2 separate regions of the Pan troglodytes genome follow, and region 2 is linked to region 1. A link is a contact called in public Hi-C data. All regions are on one chromosome and are shown on one strand. Each heading gives the region's core, a stretch centred on a gene start, on an enhancer-like site or on the middle of the called end of the contact. The rest is flanking DNA. Distances are from core to core; before and after follow the strand shown.

Region 1 (5,562 bases), core at 1,360-3,859:
AATTATAAACTATACACTGGTTAGTGTTTTCTTTACAATGAAAAAAATTGACATTTAGACTTCTAATTAAAAATTCAACCAAACTAAGAAAAAAAACCTGCTTATTGCCTTCCATATACAAAGCACTGTATCAGTCTAAGGTGGAACAGCCACACCCTGAAAAGGTGAGCTCATCCTGCAAGTCAAGAAAAATAAAAATGGCATTGTGCATGTTTCACAAGAGGGCTGTGGTCACAGCCAGAGCCTTGCAGGTCAAATCATGTCCCGTCAGTAGCACTGATCATAGTTCTGCCAATATCCCCGCCACCAGTCAAAGGCACACTGGTCTTACTTTATATGTGGAGGATTACTGCGTATACTTTGGGTCTGCATTAGTCTTTGGAGTAGGGTATAATTATCAAAGTATGTTTAAAAACACACAGGCAGATCTGTTAGGTCCTCTAGAAGAGACTGAGTTCAGATGCATTTTAACTAGAAGATAGAGGTACATTATTTCAAAAAACAATTAATTCACTTTAAAAACCTAAAAGACTGGAGATGATACAAACCTGAGCTGGCACAGGATTGTACGGGTTTTCAGAGAAGAAAACACACAAACTGTAAGGAAAGCTGGAATTTTCTGCAGTGTTTACATTTTATTACCTGGCTAATGGGGACCATGCTTCCTTTTGTGGAGAAGTGACGTCCAAAGGATTACACAAAAGAAAGGGCACCAAGTTGCTGATATAGTCCCCCGGAAACACAAATAAACAGGATTGGGTTGGAAGCCCTGGGCCACTTCAAAGAAAAAAATCAAGTCAATGGTAATAGTAAGAAATGAAAACAGGCAGGGTAGCTTGCTTTCTGTGTTTAAAACTATTAAACCCGGTAGGTAAAGCCCATTTGGCTTTAAGGTTTTATTAGGCTCTCACAGACCCCATCTCCACCCCCACACACATTGCTAATCACAGTAGACCCCAGCTGTGATTCCCATCCACCCCTAGGCAAGGAGAGGGGGCTTCCCACTGTGAAAGAAAATGCCTTCTCAGACAAGAACTATGCTCCAGTCCTGACTTTCAACAAGGCAAGCAGGGAGCTTCCTCCATGCTGGGAAAATGGCATACAGTACTTCACCTGCCAGGTACATTAAATTTGTCAACTCTGCTTCACGTCGCGAGTGTAGGGAATGTGTTTGCTTTTTAGATTTCAAATCGGATTAAAATAATTAAGTTTTCTAAACAACAATGCCATGCTTAAACCGAAGGACACGCCCTAGAACAAGAGCTAACAAGAACTAGCCTGACCGGTAAAGTAGACTGAAATATCTATTGAAAACGTTAACTGCTAAAACTGCCTGAAAGGGCTTTTTTAAATGAGAAAGTTTTTTCAGCTATATCAAGTTGAACGAATCCACTGATATTAGGGAAGGCACGTTATTTCAATATTTATATTTTAATCATAAGAAGAAACAAGAGAAGGAAGAGAAATGGGAAGAAATTTCAGGTCTCCAAGAAACTTTGTTCATTATATTTACTCATCTAAACTTGCAATGCTTGAAATAATCTTTCGTACGTAACCGACAAAACCCAGGAAAAAAACTGTACAGTTTGAACTACGGCCTTTTTTTTTTTTTTTTTTTTTCTGTTTCTGAGCTTGATGTTGGCCACCCAAAGCTACTGCTGCTGCATTTGGTTCAGGTCGGATGCATGAGCCCGAGCTCGTCCTAAACAGGCATTCTGAAAAGCACTGGCTCCCCCGACCCTGTGAGGGCCCACCACGCGCGGCGGCTTTTGCAGGCCGCGGCCCCGAGGGCTTCCTGGAGGCGGCGGCGGCGGCGGCGGGCGGGCACTCACCATACTCCATGAGGCTCTGACAGCCCTCCTCGTAGGACCCGCTGCCGCCGCCCTCTTGGGAGCATTTCCACCACAGCGAGGACGTCTGGACGTGGTCGCTAGACTGCAACCAGCCGCGGCCGGCCAGCGCGATGATGTCGAAGGCGATGGCGCTGAGTAGGAGCAGGGGCAGGATCCAGCGGCAGCGCTCGCAGGCCAGGCCGCAGCGGATCATGTTGACGGGCGGCGCGGGGCCGAGCGGAGCGGAGCGGAGCGGGTCGGAGGAGCGCGCGGGACGGGCGACAGCAGAGAGTGGCCTGCGAGCGCGGGCGCCGCCACAAAAGCGAAGAGGCCGCGGGGAGGCGGCTCCCGAGGACGCCGCTCCGGGCGGCCCCACCTAGATTCCGGTGACTCAGAGCGCGCCCGCCCCGACCTGCCCGGCCGGGCCGGGGCGGGCGGGGCCGCTGGTAAACAGGTGGGGCTCGGGTGACACCGGGCGGCGGCGGAAGGCGGCCCGAGGGTCCCGCGCGTCCCACAAGCCTCCAGTCCCGCTCACCTGGTCCTCTCCAGGCGCGAGTTTTATCTTCCTGGCGCACCAACATATACACTTGTTTATCTGCACAGCGCCAGCCTAATATCTGACCCCTGATGTCGCATCGTGGGGCGGTGGTCAGCAGTGCCATATCTGAGTTTTCAGCAGTGTGAGATGGGTGTTCTAATTGCACCTGTGGATAAAGGCTGCACTCCTTTGGACGCGTGCACCCAAACCCAGAAGCCCGTCCCTGACCCCTGCTGACACAGGTGATCCCTTCCTCCTAGGCTCCGCCTTTGCACCTTGGACCGTGGCTCCCCGGGTACTCTTATCTCTGCATGCTATTCTTTCCTGCTGGGTTGCCAGATTTTGGAAAGCGGAGGCGATGCTGAATTTATCTGTGTATCCTTAGTGTCCGGCACCGTGCTTGGATCTCAAGGAGAGCTCAGTGAATTTGATGAATGAACATGTAATTTAACAAATGCTCGCTTCCTTTCGGAAAGGCTTCATCTGGCTTCCCCAGATAATTTCATGTCGCCTCTGCTGCAGTCCACTTCCTATCACGAATCTCTACCTATTTAAACTGCACTCTCTCTACTCTTCATTTACTATTTTGAGGTTTTTCCAAATAAAAATCATACGTCAGCATGCAACCTGCATTTAGGATCCCCCCTTCGGTGTCCTGGGCTAGCTCCCGTCACAGTCCTGACTCCTAAGGTGTGACAGGAAGGGTGGGGTGGCAGCCAGGTGTGCCGCTGAGGACAAAGGAGTTCTCAGTGTCAGGCACCTCGGTGGCCTTGGGAAAATCACTGAAACATCGTATGGGGGTCATGTCTTAACCCTGTACCTCCAAAGATTTCTTCTGAATCCCCTGTGTTTTCTGTTAATTTAATATAAAAGTGGGAACTACTTAAAAATATTTTAAATTGTATTCCAATTTGATATTCTCAATAGAAACAGAATACTCTTTTGACTTATGCCATTTTCTGGCAATTCTTGAGGACAAATAAAAGCATGGAGAAAGTATCTGAAAATACATGAAATAATTTCCCTAGCCTTCATTTTACATAATTCAAGTTTTACATAAACCACGTCCTATATTTTTATTATAGGAAAATATTTTCACTTTCAAAGAACACAAGAGGGTGTTCTGCCAAAAGTTAACTTTGTATCGTGGAAGCTGTGTGAAGAAAATGCTGATATTTATGTTCTCAGGGTTTTCAAAAGTAATGAAGATATTTGTTTAATTAGCTATGTATAATATATTTGTGAGAAAAAAAATTTCTTATAAGTCAAATACTGACCAGAAGCAAAGTGGCTTCAGACAAAATGAGAGTTTTGCAGGCATCTTAATATCTCTGAATAATTTTGGACTTGATATATATAATTTATTTTTGTTATTCAATGAAACCATTTCCGATGGGCTTGAGGAAAAGAGCTCATTAATGCTGAGGTGAACACAAAGAGATTAGCTCTTCACAATTTCTAGAAGAGACCACATTGACCCTGGTGGGTTTCCAACAATAATATACCCAACATGTGGTGCAGACTCTGGAACCGGATGGTTCAGGTTTACACGCTTTCTCGTATTCGCTGTGTGACACTGGGCAGGTTAGTTCAGTTTTTTTGCCTCCATTTCCTCATCTGTAAGACAGACAGTGCTAACCTCAGTGTTTTAATGATTGTTAAAAGAGCAAATCCATCTAAAGTGCTCAAGAAAGTTCCTGCATGTAGTAAGGGTTGATGATGATGATGATGATTTTTCATATAGGTTTTCCACTTTTGAACATTGAAAGAGGGGAATGTCCATGTTTCTAAAGGGCAAATTCTATAGGTGAATACCAACTGTAAGTGACTAAGTTATTTTAGACAATGCAATCATTCATCCTAGCCATATTCATAAAATGATGGCTCATAGAGAACAGTAGGCAGTTGGATAGTTCCCCCTGCTGGACAATGTAGGGATTGCGCCTGAGCACTGAGCACTTGGCAAAAATGTAAATTGTACCTACAGAAAGTTTTTTTTAAATTGAGGCTTGACTGACATACAAAAAAGTGTATATATTTAATATATACAACTTGACGAATTTGAAGATAAGTACATACCCATGAAACTATCACCATAAAGAAAAAGGTTTTCTTTTTCTAATTTGGGGTTATGGTTATAAAACCAATGACTGTTACCAACAAAAATATATAAATAAATAATTTTAAAAATAAAAACTGGTAGAAAGTAATAGTAATAATAATAATAGCAGCTAACAAACATCTGCTGGAGTTTACTATGTCGCAGTGGGTGTTTCACATCTACCTTATGAGGTATGTACCAGCATCTCCTTCATTTACACAAGGGACTGAGGCACAACGAAGTTAAGTAACTTGCCCAAGACCATGCAGTCACGGAGTGGCAAAGCCAGGCTTCAACCTAGGCAGCCTGACAGCAGAGATAGTGCTATTCATCACAGTAAGCACTCGTAAGAGTTTATGGATGTATCCAAATGTCTCCTTCTTTCTTCCCTTCTTTGGTCCTTGTAAACACCCAAACTACTCCTAGTTATCTCCCAAGCTGCAGTGACATGATCCCCCTGCCACCGTTCTGGGCATCTCTGTAGGACCATTGGGCCTTTGACATGGTTCTCTTGTGGCTGTCCAGTTGAGTCCATGGATGAAGTACCCTCCAGTAGCTATGGAGTGATTGAGTGTCCTCTGGATGTGGCAAATGCTCCCACTGTCAACCATTTGGCAAAGATGCAGGGCCTTATTTTTCACATTGAACATTGATGAGATCACGTGATAGGTGTGGACCATTGACAGTCCTTAATAATAGCATAGCCTGAGTTAGAACCAATAGCCATGATCCAGAAAACCAAGAATATCCTATGTAAATTAACAGTGACTGTGAATACACAGTAAACGTCAACCCAGGATTCTTCGACCTCACCCACCCAGTCCTGCTCCTCTGACCTGATGAACACCTACTGAACCCTTGACCTCAGCAAAACATCACTTCCACAGAAAGCCCCCAACTAGATTAAGTTCCCGTTACACATCCTCAAAGCCCTGTATGTCTTTCCTTCAAAACTTTTCTCACAATTTTAATTATATATTTATTCTGAATAATTTGTATCCACTCCCACTGCAATGTAAATTAGATGTTGACAAAAGTGTCACATGTTACCTCTCACCACTGTGTGCACAGTACCCAGTGCCTGGAACATG
Region 2 (5,562 bases), core at 1,553-4,052, 300 kb after region 1:
TTTATCCAATGGACTATTAATCAGCTATAAAAAGAAATGGAGTACCTGCCACAACACAGATGAACCTTGAAAACACTTTGCCAAGTTAAATAAACCAGTCACAAAGGACCACATACTATTATGAGTCCATTCATATGAAATGTTCCAAATAGACAAAACTATAGAGACAGAGAACAAACTAGTAGTTGTCTAGGCATAGGGAAGGGGGAATTGGGAGGTGGTGGCTAAAGGTTATAGAGTTTCTTTAAGGGTGGGAAGTGATGAAAATGTTCTCACCTTGTGATGATGATGGTTGCCCAGCTCTAAAGATCCTAAAAACCATTGACTAGTACACTTTAAATGGGTGAACTATATGGTATATGAATTATATCTTAATAAATCTCTTGGAAAAAATAAAGAATACATCTAACAAAAAAAAATTTAAGGGATATTTATTCCTTTTCCAATTGTTATAATAAAACCAGGTGGAAGAGAATGGTTGTAGCAGTTAGAAAAAAAAAGAATACAAATCTGGGGTTTGGCCATTAAAAGTTATTCATAAAAATGAGAGAAGAAAAGGCAAGAAGAAGTTATTTCACATTACAGACCTCTCCCTGGCCCCAAAGCCTAATATGTGCTTACCGAGTCAAAAAAGAGACACAGTTGATTCACAAGCTGAAGGTTTGAACTTGAATAGAACCCTAGGCAGGGCAGTGCCCCCCTGCCCGGCCCAGGTGCCACTAGGCACAGCACCAGAGTAAAAACTCAAAAGCGGGGAGGCCGGACCCTCGAGGTTTGGGAGTTTAAGCACCCAACTTCTGGCTCAGGGATTTGGGGAGTAGGGTAAACAAAACCTACTTGGAAAAGAATTGGGGAAGAAAACCAAAAATTGCCTTCTGCAGGGCTGGGGACAGGGAAGGAGGCAGGGCCAGGGAAAGGCACATTTCATATCACTAATCTAACTTGGGAGGCTGTGGGGGACCGTCTTCAACTAGCCTTACGAGGAAAGCCACATGGCCGATTGGAGAATCCACAGGAGGGAGAGAAGGAAAGGGAATGTAGCTGGTAGGATGCAATAGCCCCTTCCTTTCTGGGCACAGGAGGGCAGCCAGGGCACCAGGTCCAGGCAGTAACCTCACAAGAACAGCAGTTTTTGCAGCTTAGAGATCACCCACCTGGCCCACCCAGCTACTCATTCTGCTCAGCGTGGGCTGGTGTAGGGCCACTCTCCGCCCCAAGGGAGTGGACAGCTCTGTAGCCTGGGGCCCTGCCTCTTCTTCTGAGGCAGTACTGCCTCTGCGCCCTTGGCCTGAGGCTCCTGGCTCTCAGGGGTGGCAACAGCCTTCCCTTCCTGGGCAGCGCCCTTGTCGCTGCAGGCATTGATCTTCCCCCACTCCTGTTCTTCCTCCATAGGTGAGGAGGCAGAATAATCACCCCACCCTCCTTCCCATTTCTCTTGAAGGACAAGCTGCTCTTAGAAACCCTTCTTGAAAGAGAATTATTTATTTATTTATTTATTTATTTATTTATTTATTTATTTATTTATTTATTTTAGACAGGGTATCACTCTGTTACCCAAGCTAGAGTGCAGTGGCGCGATCTCGGCTCACTGCAGCTTCGACCTCCCCAGGCTCAAGCCGATCCTCCCACCTCAGCCTCCCGAGTAGCTGAGATCACAACCCCAGCACACTCAGCTTTTTTTTTTTTTTTTGGAAGGCAGCTATGCTCTCCACTATACTATCAACGCTATTTTATTGTATTTTTGTAGAGACGGGTTTTCGCCATGTTGCCCAGTCTGGTCTCGAACTCTTGGGCTCAAGCGATCACCCCTGTCTTGGCCTCCCAAAATGAAGGGATTACAGGCGTGAGCCACCGTGCCTGGCCTTGAAAGGCAATTTCGTCTTCTTGGAAGTCTCCTTGCGAGGGAGGGAGCCTCCCCTTTGGCCTCAGCACCCTGGCTAGGGGGTGCTGGCTCCATGGCATTGCCAATGGTCCCGGCTGCCTCTTCTGTTCACAGGGGCCTACTCCCCTTCACCCTTGGGGGATGTCACCATTGCTTTTCACGTGGCCACCCTCCTGTCCGTTGGCTTTCGCGTGGGGAGTGCCTGCTGCCTCTGCGGCGGTCACGTCGCCCCGGAGAGCCTCGGAGCTCTGGCTGCCCACGATGGGAGTCCTCTGGGGGGCGCCGGAGCCGTGCCGGGTCCCCGCCGCAGGGGACAGTAACGCGGAGTCGGCCTGGCCGGCGGAAAGGGGGTGCTGGGGAACAGAGCCGCACCCCACTCGGCTCGGGAAAGCCCTGGTAACCAAAATTCTTGAAAAGCACTAGTGTCTGGCCTCGGCACTAACTCTCCCCGAGTCTCGTTAAGCCTGCGGGGATGACTCAGAGGGTCTGGGGTCCTGTCGGGGAAAAGTTCAGAAACCAGAACAGTTCCAGATTCTCTCCATATGTCTGTGGTCCCACCACCTCCTCCGCAAGGGACCCTGAAAGCTGTCTGGGACCTAGGACAACTTCTTGGGATGAGTACGGCCATTCGCCCTGGCTGATCCCCAGGAGTGCGGGCAGGGGCCGCGGGGGTCGGGTCGCCAGCCGCCACCTCCGGCCTTTCTCTGCCTGCGGTGCGCTGGGACACCCTCGAGGCGGCTCAGCGCCCGCGGTTCCCAGCGCGGGCGGGGCCGCGGCAGAGGCTCCCAAACCGGTTGCACAGAAACAGCGCCACCCCCTACTGCCCGCGGGGCCACCTGTGTGTGCCTTTCCTTCAAAAACAAAGGCGGGGCGGGGGCGGGAAGTGCCTCAAAAGAAGGCGGGCCGAAGCGAGGTGCGGCTCCCTGTCGCCGCGGAGGGGCGGGGGCAGGACGCGCAACTCCGGCCGGAGCTGTCCGGGGTCGTGAGCCGGCCCCGCCTTGGTGGGGGCGCCCCCTCGCGGTCCAGAGGCAGACGCATCGGGTGGGCTCGGGTCTCCAGCCCGGCCGGGAGGAGGGACCGGGTCTGCGGAACGGGGACTCGGGGCCTCGGCGGGGCGCGCACACGCAGGCGGGGCGGCCCGGGGTGCGGGGCCTCTGCGCGGCTGACCAGGCTCCCAGAGCGTCAGCGCCGCCCATGGCCGAGCCGCTCCAGCCAGACCCCGGGGCGGCCGAGGACGCGGCGGTCCAAGCTGTGGAGACGCCGGGCTGGAAGGCCCCAGAGGACGCCGGCCCCCAGGTAGGCGCCGACTCGGGAGCGGAGGGGCTGGGCCCGCCTTCCGGCTGATTTGCAGTGAGGCCAGCGGGTCCCATAGAGTTAAGTAAAAAGCACAATTTTTTAAATGGTCCCAGTCCCTACCCCCTATGCTACGCAAACGAGAAACCCCGGTCATTTAGCTCTACCCTCCCCCCTACCCCCAGTGCAGGTCCCATCTCAATTTCTTGTCTTTGCGGGGTGGTGGGGCGGGGAGGAACTGGTTACGTCCCAGAACGCGCGGTGGAACCCTCCGAACCGAGGGGGTGTAATAGATGCTTGTCTGAAAGTGTGAATCGAGTCCCCAGCGTGTGGGGTTGGGGCCGCTGCGGTCCCTAATCGCAAGGAGGGGAACCTCGTGGAGGGGAACCTCCCAGACCTAAGGAGCGGGGACCTCAGGCCGGACCCCGGGGCGGTGCAGCCCTTAGACAGGCCGGCTCCAGGTCGACCCGAGATCATGGCACCGGTATTTTTGCATCTCACTCCTACCCTCTTAGAATTGCTTCTCGAAGTTTTCTCTGTTCCACTTTAGCCCGGAAGTTATGAGATCCGACACTATGGACCAGCCAAGTGGGTCAGCACGTCCGTGGAGTCTATGGACTGGGATTCAGCCATCCAGACGGGCTTTACGAAACTGAACAGCTACATTCAAGGCAAAAACGAGAAAGGTAAAATCAGTTTTCCTTGTAATTATGCATATTGTGAAAGAGTCCCCGGGCTTATTATTGAGTTTTAGCTTATTAAAGAAATATCCTTTATAATGGAAAAATAAGCAAGTCATCAAAGACTTGTCTTGTTTTCAGACAAGACTCCTCAGGACCAGGGTTACACTGGGTATTACTTTTCAACCTCTGTTCTCTGATTTTGCTGGATGAACTGGGGTTTGGTGTAACTCGTGATAAGTCCTTTTCTATGGCTAACACCTCAAGATAATTTGGTGACTGGTAGGATCAGAGACGTCAGGAGGCAAGAAGGTACCAAGATTAGAAGCATCAAGTCATAGCTTTTGTTCTGGCTTTGCTGCTATTTATATTTTAGCAGGTCTCTTAGCCTGTGGGACCTCATTTTCTGAATGGTTAGAAAAAATAATTTACTGACCATGTAATCTCTAATTTCCCCTTTTGTCTCTAAAAATTAAGAATTTATTAACCCAGAATATCAGTATACAGAAAGTGGTTTAATGTGGGCAGTGAGCAATTGAGTAATTTTGGCCTTACTGTTTTAAGATGAAAATTATTTTAAAGGTAAATATGTCAATAATGTGAAGTAAATCAAGAAACCCAGATCAAAAAAGAATAGGTTAAATGTTTAAAGCTGTCAAAAATACACTAAATTTGCTTTCATTTTTATGTCACAGAGATGAAAATAAAGATGACAGCTCCAGTGACAAGCTACGTGGAGCCTGGTTCAGGTCCTTTTAGTGAGTCTACCATTACCATTTCCCTGTATATTCCCTCTGAACAGCAATTTGATCCACCCAGGCCTTTAGAGTCAGATGTCTTCATTGAAGATAGAGCCGAAATGACTGTGTTTGTACGGTAAGTGGTAGATAATTTATAGCCTTGCTGACTGCTAGTTTTACTTGCGTGCACTCACAATTTAGCTCCAATGCAATTTCAAAAGGCTTTTCACCCTTCCATAAAATCAGGTCTAATGCATTTTGTGATGTTTTCCTACTGGCTTTGTTGTATATGTTACTGAGGTCTGTCACAAGATAATAATCACTTCATTTAATGAGTCTATTGCATGCCCTTCATATAAGACATGGTGCAAATTATATGCTCCCAAAACAAAAGACTGCAATATAGTTAGACCTGAACAAAAATACCTTAAAACAGAAGTCTTAGTTTGTTCAGGCTGCTGTAACAAAATACCGTAGGCTGGGTAGTTTATGAAAAACAGAAATTTCTCTCTCACATTTCTGGAGACAAGGAAGTTCAAGTTTAAGGTGCTGGCAGTTTCAGTGACTGGTGAGGGCCCGTTTCCTGGTTCATAGATGGAACCTTCTCAGAAATGCCCTCATGTGGTGGAAGAGGCAAGGCAGCTTTATTGGACATGTTTTACAAGGCTCTACCCTCATGACTTAATCACTTTCCAAAGGCCTCATCTCCTAATACTATCACATTAGTGATTAGGTTTTCAAAATACGAATTTTGAGGCCCAGCACTTTGGGAGGCTGAGGCAGGTGGATCACTTGAGCCTGGGAGTTAGAGACCAGCCTGGGCAACATGGCAAGGCCCCATCTCTACCAAATGTATATATATATTAGCCAGGCCTGGTGGCACATGCCTGTGGTCCCAGCTACTTGGGAGGCTGAGGTAGGAGGATCACTTGGGCCCAGGAGGTCGAGGCTGCAGTGAGCCGTAATT

What was found. Hi-C and Micro-C count contacts between places; a contact is called where the count stands out from the background.
Region 2: a contact with region 1 is called in a Hi-C map of stem cell-derived neural progenitor cells, with 5 times the contacts expected there. The contact joins the promoter of HEBP2 here to the promoter of PERP in region 1. A contact is called at or near these places in 4 of 7 Hi-C or Micro-C datasets (blood, induced pluripotent stem cells and stem cell-derived neural progenitor cells), 1 of 1 datasets of contacts at active chromatin or transcription factors (stem cell-derived excitatory neurons) and 1 of 1 other capture datasets (stem cell-derived neural stem cells).

What each region holds. Positions count from the first base shown.
Region 1 is chr5:149,952,510-149,958,071 of NHGRI_mPanTro3-v2.0_pri, forward strand. It overlaps PERP (p53 apoptosis effector related to PMP22), which reads right to left and starts at 2,610. Exons shown (of 3, transcript XM_016956382.4): 1 at 1,833-2,610. The coding sequence starts at 2,046.
Region 2 is chr5:150,248,948-150,254,509 of NHGRI_mPanTro3-v2.0_pri, forward strand. HEBP2 (heme binding protein 2) reads left to right here and starts at 2,803. Exons shown (of 4, transcript XM_001158871.5): 1 at 2,803-3,178; 2 at 3,726-3,861; 3 at 4,551-4,731. The coding sequence starts at 3,077.